Regions from separate parts of the Sus scrofa genome. Here region 1 is linked to region 2. Evidence: chromatin contacts called from public HiChIP or PLAC-seq data. All regions are on one chromosome and are shown on one strand. The core of a region is the stretch at or near the end of the contact, and the rest is flanking DNA. Distances in the headings are between cores, read along the strand shown. Region 1 holds the start of PAQR3 (progestin and adipoQ receptor family member 3). Region 2 holds the start of ANTXR2 (anthrax toxin receptor 2).

What was found. HiChIP or PLAC-seq counts read pairs in DNA pulled down with a chosen protein or histone mark.
Region 1: a contact with region 2 is called in an H3K27ac HiChIP or PLAC-seq map of alveolar macrophages. The contact joins the promoter of PAQR3 here to the promoter of ANTXR2 in region 2. A contact is called at or near these places in 2 of 5 promoter capture datasets (fetal skeletal muscle and liver), 1 of 47 Hi-C or Micro-C datasets (embryonic fibroblasts) and 2 of 2 datasets of contacts at active chromatin or transcription factors (alveolar macrophages and skeletal muscle).

What each region holds. Positions count from the first base shown.
Region 1 is chr8:138,644,931-138,648,979 of Sscrofa11.1, forward strand. It overlaps PAQR3 (progestin and adipoQ receptor family member 3), which reads left to right and starts at 1,697. Exons shown (of 7, transcript XM_013998797.2): 1 at 1,697-2,086. The coding sequence starts at 1,902. LOC102167132 (a long non-coding RNA gene) reads right to left here and starts at 1,589. Exons shown (of 9, transcript XR_002346480.1): 1 at 1,297-1,589.
Region 2 is chr8:137,727,205-137,731,139 of Sscrofa11.1, forward strand. ANTXR2 (anthrax toxin receptor 2) reads left to right here and starts at 1,645. Exons shown (of 17, transcript XM_003129371.6): 1 at 1,645-2,213; 2 at 2,828-2,899. The coding sequence starts at 2,062.

The DNA.
Region 1 (4,049 bases), core at 447-2,946, 920 kb after region 2:
AAAAAGAAGCCTCCCAGAAGGACTCGGTGGGAGTGGCAGGCATTCTCGGGCACGATCTTCCTCCACAGTGAGGAGAATGCCTATACACACTGACCTTCAGCAGAGCGAATGTCCTGGCCACACAGTAAGCCCTCAAATTAGAGCGCCTCGGCTTAAAGAAAAGTCTCAAGGCCATGACACGACATTTAAGTCTCTTTAGGATAGAGCTCCACTGGTCTCGTTTTAACTATCAACATATCTTACCTTGAACTCTAATAAAAGAGAACATTTGTCCGAGCTAACAATATGCCTGGCGGTTTTCGGTTTTCTAACAGTGTTACATGGATTTACTGATTAACACAAACTACTCCTTATTAGTCCTGTTCCACCAGTGAGAAAACCGAGACACAGAGAGCTTTAGTACTTGTACAAGACACACAGCTCATAAGTGGCTGAATTCAAACCCAGGTAGTAAGGCTTCAACGCTCAGAAGTTAATCACAACCTATACTGCCTCTCAGACATCAACTAGTATTACCAACACAACAACAGTAAATAAATAACAGCGTCGATGATTGTTATCATGCACTGTTGCCAAACAATGCACTAAGGGGTCTACATACATGGATGCAAAACTAACGTTCTGCCCTTTTGCCATTAGGAAAAAGCTTTGGCGAAGTTCCCCTTGTCGCGGAGCAAAAAAAACGAACGCAACTGGGAACCAAGAGGTTGTGTGTTCCATCCAGGGCCTCTGTCAGTGGGTGGAGGTTCTGGCGTTGCCCTGAGCTGTGGTGTAGGTCACAGACACGGCTCAGATCTGATGTTGCTGTGGCTGTGGTGCAGGCCGGCAGCTGTAGCTCCAATTGGATCCTTATCCTGGGAACCTCCAAAAGGCGAGGGTGCGGCCCTAAAAAGCAAAAAAAAAAAAAAAAAGAAGAAGAAGAAGAATTGGCATCATCATTCGTAGCTATAAAAAAAGCTATAACATTTCCTTTAAGCACCGTATTAGCTGCACGCCCCCAAGTTTTTATATCTTCTATCTTTGGCATTGAGTTCCATTTCCTTGCGCTCTCTCCATCAACCCACTAAAATACTTGGAAGTGCTTTGTTTCAATTCCAGACATCTGGGGAGTTTCAGTTTTCTTGTTTATCTCTAGTTTAAGTCTACTGTGGTCAGAGAAAATACTCTGAAGAGCTTTGGGGCTTTGAATACTTCGAAAGCGTTGGGGATTCTCTACGGCTCAGCTTATTCCCGATTTTGGTACATGTTCTCTGTGCATCAGGTTTCCTCTATTTCCACCTACTTCAAAGGACTGACCTTGGCCGAGATAACGTCGCAGGTTAAGAAATGTGTGACATTCCAAGCTCAAAGAACCGGTGTGGAGCTAGGTCTAGTTCTTATTCTTCTCCCAGTTACTCTTTTCCCCTTGGTTTTTCAAAATGTAACGCATATTGCTTCTAATTAAAAACAGGATAAGGAAAAAAACCGCTTGTATTCGCCGTACAGTTCTGCGCTCTTCTCACCCACGAGGAGGACTGGGCCGCCTCGCCTTCGAACTCCAGCAGCGGCGGAGGCCCGGGCCCAGCCCCGCGGCCCCCACGGCACCTGCGCGCCCGCCCCAGCCCAGGCCCCGCCCCGCCCAGGCCCCGCCCCCGGTGGCGCCGGCCCAGGCAGGGCCGAGGGGCGGGGCCCAGGCAGCGTGCTGACGTCAGAGAGGGCGGCGACGTCGCGGGGCCGCGGGGGCGCTGACGCCGGTGGCCGCTCTGTGCGCGGTACCGGGCCCGGGCAGCTGCGGGGCCGTAGGACCTCGCGCGGCGTCCGCCAGCTCCGGGGCGGGGGCTGCGGCGGCGAAGCCCCCTCCCCGGGGAGGCGGGGCCTGGGCGAGCTTCCCGGCTGGGGAGCGGCGGCGGCGGCCGGGAAGGATGCATCAGAAGCTGCTGAAGAGCGCGCATTACATCGAGTTGGGCAGCTACCAGTACTGGCCCGTCCTGGTTCCCCGCGGCATCCGCCTCTACACCTACGAGCAGATCCCCGTGTCCCTCAAGGACAACCCGTACATCACCGACGGCTACCGGGCCTACCTGCCCTCCAGGCTGTGTATCAAAAGGTAAGGTCTGGCCGCCTCCGCTGGGCGCGCCTGGGGGGCGCGCCGGCGGCCCCTCCTCTTGCACATCCTTTTTGTCTGGTCCGCCTGCTGTTTTCCCCCCTTTTCTCTGTGCCCGTCATTTCCTAGCTGCCCCATCCTTTTCATCCCTTCTGCCACCTCTCCTGTCTTGGTATCCTTCCTTCTCCCCGCTGGGGTGCTTGATCCGTGGGACGAAGACTGACAGTAACAGTGGTCGTAATCACTAACTCTCCCGTGGCACTTGGCTGTTTATGGAGAGATTTTACATCCTTTATTCCATTCAGTGCTTATCGGGATACATGTTGGAATCGACCCCACTGACGATGGCTGAGCCATACTTGCCCCTGTGTATACCTAAGCTTTGTTTATTTTTAAGGCAGCCCTGTGGAAATTCGGACGTTTGGGGCCAGATAAATGCCTGTATAATAGGAGTAAGTTCACATTGCATTATATATGTATTACACAACATATATATATAAAATCAAGGAGATATATATATATATATATATATATATACACACACACACACACACACACACATTCATTCATTCATTTAGCAGATACTCTGAGCCCCTGCTAGGTACCAGGCACCCTACTAGGTCCTGGAAAGAACAGCAGGCATAACTCTTGTTCTTATGGAGCTGTCGAGGTCTAGCCTGGGTGCTAATTACACTATTACATAATAACCGCTGTGAAAAACGCTGTGTGGGAAAGGCAAAGAGAGCCTGTAACAGCCACCACCCTCCATTAGAGTGTAAGAAGCGACTTTAAGAAAGGAATTTTTTCATCTAAACTTAAAACTGAGTCCCTTCAAAGCCTGGGTTTAAAAAAACAAAACCGAAAAATCTAGTGTTCTAGTTCTTAGGCTAGCTTTCTGTTAGAACTCACAGAAATTAATTACAGGACCCCACTTGAAGAGAATTAAGATACAGATGTTGGTTAGCTCTAGGTCCCTGGAGTGACAAAACCCACTGCTGGAATGTGGACTGTTGAATTGCTCGAGCAGTAACCACATGTCTGCTTCTTGGTCTTTTCAGCATGGTCTTGCCCTGGTTCTTTCGCCCTGCCTGCTTTGAAAGTGCTTTTGGGACTCACAGTCACTAGGTGCCATCACTGTCCATCCCTACGAGTCTTCAGTGGATGGCCCAGGGGCTTCACAGTTTGAATCCTAGGGACTGCTTTACTCCCCATTGCCTCCTTTGTGTGAGTTACTAACACAGGAAGGCAGAGCTGGGCTCCGCTGTGGGCGTGGAGTTCCACAGAGATAGAGCAGGCAGTGAATTGCCTTCAGGGGTTTTATACCCACCTGGTGGTGGTCCTCTGCATTCTGATACCAGGGTCCAAACCTCAGGGATCAAAGAGTGAAATACAGTGCTTTAGATCTTCAGCTGTTGAGTAAAAAAGACTTGGGCATGCAGCTCTGCCACTTAACAGCTATGAGACCGTGGACAAAGTTTACCTCTCCCAGCTTTATTTTCCCACTGGTAAATAAAGGGGTAATTACAGTATCTGCTTCAGAAAGTACTAAGGACCAAATGGGATTAGGTATGTCAAATGTTACACAGAGCCTGGCACATAATAAGTACTCAATAAATGATGACTTATTATGGTTGCATTTGAAGGTGAAGTTGGTTGGTGATTTTGACGCCGAGCAGAGTACAGGTCTCACCTCTCACTGAATGAGAGTAGATCAGATCTTCTGTGGAGATACTCTTCCAAGTGCCCTTCCCGCCGGCATGGTCTTTTCCAGGTTCAGCTCTTCCCCTCTCTTGGCTGTCAAGAAAGACAGGACAGATTTGGGATATAGGAGAGGTTTAGTATGTCACAGTTGCTCTGCCAGTACTCTCTTAGTTGGAAGGAACATGCCAAGACTGTGGCTCTCTGCTCAATCAGGTTACACTGGTTTTCCCAAAACGAAAAGTTCGGAGGCAGCAGGCAGTGTGAT
Region 2 (3,935 bases), core at 395-2,894:
CCTGATATTGCAGCTGTCTCGCTGGTCTTCCTCTTTTCATTCTCGTTGCCTCCAAATTCATTGTATCAGCCAGAAAGATTTTTGAAAAACACAGATAATACCAATTTATGCCTTTCCCCACCACTGGGGTTAAATTCTTTTAATGGGCTCTAGTCATACAATATAAAGTATCTGAATTCTTTATCCGAGTTTACAAAGGACCTAATCTAGCCTCTGCCTACCTCTCTTCCTTCCTCTTTCTTACAAAACTTAACCACGTTGTTTTTCTTTGTGGTTCTTGGATGTGTTATCTTTCCATAACGCACGTGGAAAGATGCAGTAGCTGGGAATGTGTCCTCTTCTAACTCTCGGAGGGGCTGTCTTCCTTGTGTGGGCTCTCCGGTCAGTTGTCCTCTACCATATCAGCATATTTTAAACCTCTGAATTGAAAACTCCCTTCTAATACGAACATTTACTCATATGTTTTTGTCTGTTTTTCCTCCTCAACCAGACTACAAGCTTCATGGAAACCAGGGCTCGCCGTGCTCAAACTCTAGGTCCTAGCACATTGCCTAGCACGAAGTAGGTACTCAGTACACCTTTGTTAAAGTGACAGGTTTCTGCCCTCAAAGAGCTTGTGAGTCTGGTGCTGTGTCAGAAATAACGGGAGTGAAAAGTTAAGTACACATGACAACCGATTCAGTTGCTAAGACCATATGGGCTTAAGCACGATATGAACTTTTTTATCATAAAGCACTGATTTAATTCCAAGGAGAAAGAGGAGGCGACACTTCATGTTACTGTTAGTCCGTGGTGTGTGTACCACGGAGATCCTTAGGTTCTGAAAGCCGGTTTCCACAAGGGGGGAGGCCGAAGTCCCAGGCGGAGGTGGGATGGGGGAGGGGCGGGAAGGAGGGGGCAGGGAGCAAGCGGAGAATTCGGATGCAAGTTTGAAGTCACAAGTTTGGCAAGGGTGGCCGAGCTGGCTCCAAGATGACGTGCTTACTATCTGGCGCTTGAGGTGAATGACAGTGGGGTGAAATAGTTTGTGCTACAACTTTTCCTTTCTCCTGAAGCATCACCACCCTCACCCCGTTCCCCCCCGCCCCCCCTTTTCTAGGCTCGTTGAGATGAAACTACAAAGTAGGTTTATACACTTGAAAAAGAAAAAGAAAAAAAGAGGAAGCTGCCTCCCTTAGGGAGGGGTGGGGCAGAGCGAGGGCCGTCACCTCGGTCGGGACAGCTCGGAGTTCAGTCTCCGACGGCGCCCAGGGCTCCGCGCAGCTGCTGCAGCAGGCCGGGCCGGCGGCGCCAGGGGCCGTGCACTTTGCAGAGGACGTTTGTTTTCCGAAGCGACTTTTCCGCTTCCCGAAAGCCGGCGAGCGTTCGTCGTCTTAACTCTGCACGAACCCACGAGTGTGCGTGTGCGGCTCGCGGGCCTGGGCTCGGGCCCCCGCGGGGACCGGCCGGCTGCCGCTGCCGCTGCCGGCCTGGTGTGGGCGGCTTCTCCGGAGCCAGCAGCCCCGGGGCCGCTCGGCCTCCTCCTCTGCCGGGGCCCGCCCGGCTGCGCGCCGCCAGAGCGGAGGACGGCAAGAGAGGCGGGGGCGCCGAAGGCAGCCGGGCCGCCCGCCGGAGGACGGCCACGCGGACGCAGCGGGCCCCGGGCCCCCGTCCCGCCGCGCGCGGCCCCCGGAGTCCGCGCTCCCGGCGGCCGCTGGAGGCTGGCCCGCGGGCCGGGAGCAGCTCGCCCGGGGAGCCGCCGCCGTGGGCCCTGAGCGTGGGCAGCAGCGCTCGGGAATCGCGGGCGGACCGCTCGCTCTGCCCCGGGGCTCGTCGAGAGTTCCGGCGGCGGCCGCGGCGGCGAGCCTCCCTTTGTCCTCCTAGGACCTCCCTCCCTCCGTCCCTCCCTCCCTCCTCCTCGGGCCGGGAGTGGGTCCCGCGGACCCAGGCGCCGGCGCCCCCGCTGCCCACAGCCCCCCCACCCCGGGGTGCGTCCCGGTCCCTCCTGCCACCCTAGCGTCCCGCCGGGGTCGCGCCGAGGGGGCTCGGAGCCCGAGGGAGCTGCAGGCCCCCGGCCGCAGGATGGTGGCGGGGCCGTTCCCAGCCCGCCGTCCCGGGAGCTGGCTGGTCCCGGGGCTGTGGCTGCTGGCTCTCAGCGGTCCTGGGGCGCTGGTGAGCGCCCAGGAGCAGCCGTCCTGCAGTGGAGCTTTTGATCTCTACTTCGTCCTGGACAAGTGAGTGCTTCTGGGGAGCGTGGCACTGGGTGGGGAGCCGTGGCTGGCGAAGTTGAGGTGTGTGTGCGCGACCCGGGGAGGGGTGCCCCGTGCCCTGGGGCTGTTGCTGTGCGAGAGGCGAGCGCGTTCGGATGTGTGCGGGGTGAGGGGAGGATGCCCAGCCCCTAGGCTCTCTAGGGAGATGGGCAGTCACTGCTGACCGGTCAGGGGGCTTCTTGAGACCGCGGAGTGCGGCCACTTGGGGTAGCCTTCTGCCACCCTGGAACGCAGACAAGACTCTTTCTCAGCCCCCCTTGGCCTCATTGCCTCACACTGGCTCAAGTTTGCTTGGTTTTTCTCCCGAGCACAGCTTTCATCTTAGCTAGGCAAAGACCAAGGTCAGCACACCCAGTGTGGTTGCATTTCCATCCCAGGAAGGCTGTGTTTATTTCGAAGAGCTGGGAACCTCCTCCGGACAGTTAGCAGGCAGGTGGTCCCTGAAGATGGGTTGACTTCCTAGACTGTGGTGGCATCTGAGTTTCAGCTTTGGATACTGTTACTGTGCTTGAAGAAGAGGTCAGGCTACCCCCATGCAAACGCGCTCTTTTTCTGATCAGTTCGATTTCCTTTTTCAGGTCTGGGAGTGTGGCCAATAACTGGATTGAAATTTACAATTTTGTCCATCAACTTACAGAGAGATTTGTGAGGTATTTCTCCCACTTGCCTTTCCTAAGCAGTAGAGTTGGAGGTAGAGCGAAGTAGAGCAAAGGGGAGGAAGGGTACCCCTTTTTGGAAATCATTCGCAGGGAAAGCCGTTGCTGAAATGGTGATTTTTTAAAAAGTGCCTCAAGGTCTTATCACACACATGCTGTTATTAGGACAGCCCTTCAGTAGTTGAGGGCTTATTTCATCTGGATCCCAGAAACTTGGCTCAGGCTCTGGGGAAGTCTCTTCAAATACAATTTCCAAATGTCTTTTCCTTTCTGAATTTTCATCTGTTTTGAACTTCAGTTATGCTTTCTCATAATTTATCACATTAAAAATTTTATGCTAATAGTATCCATAATATATTTTCCTTTCCACACAATTCTTAGTATTGTTGAAGTCCTTATTAAAAAAAAAAGTGTTGGTAAACTTCAAATGAACATGTGTTAATAACCCACCACCAGAAAAGGCACTTGTGTGTGTTTAAAGAACCGACTTGTGTTTACACAATGTGTGGGTGTGTGGCTGGTTTAAAATTTAACTGTTCTATATATGCAATAAGCTTTACTAGGAAAAATTGGTTTCTCTCCTATAAAAAGCATAACTGCTATGAAATCCAGCTTCCTCTGTTATTTAGAGGTAACTAGGAATTAGTGGTATCCTTTAAAAATAACCCTAGGACACTAGGCTCTTTAGGCCTTTTTTTTTCCCCCCTTTTTCCTTTTTCCTTTTTTTTTTTTTTAAAGGGAGGAAGAAAATGCACTGAGCAAATGCAAGTTTATCAAGATAATGGAAAGGACATGAAAAGGAGCCGTATCATTAAATATTGCTTCTTTCAGTCTTGTTAGCCCAAATGTTTTCTGTAAAACAGGCTTGGATGATCAAAACATTTTGAAAGTCATGTTGCAAGTAACTTCAAACAATCTGTGGAGGCCTAGGCAATCCTTGCTTTCCGTTATTGGCAGCAGGGAGCTTATCCCTATAAAAATGTATGCTTGTCCATGTTCAATCATCAGGCTCCTGCTCAAGAAGCCAAGC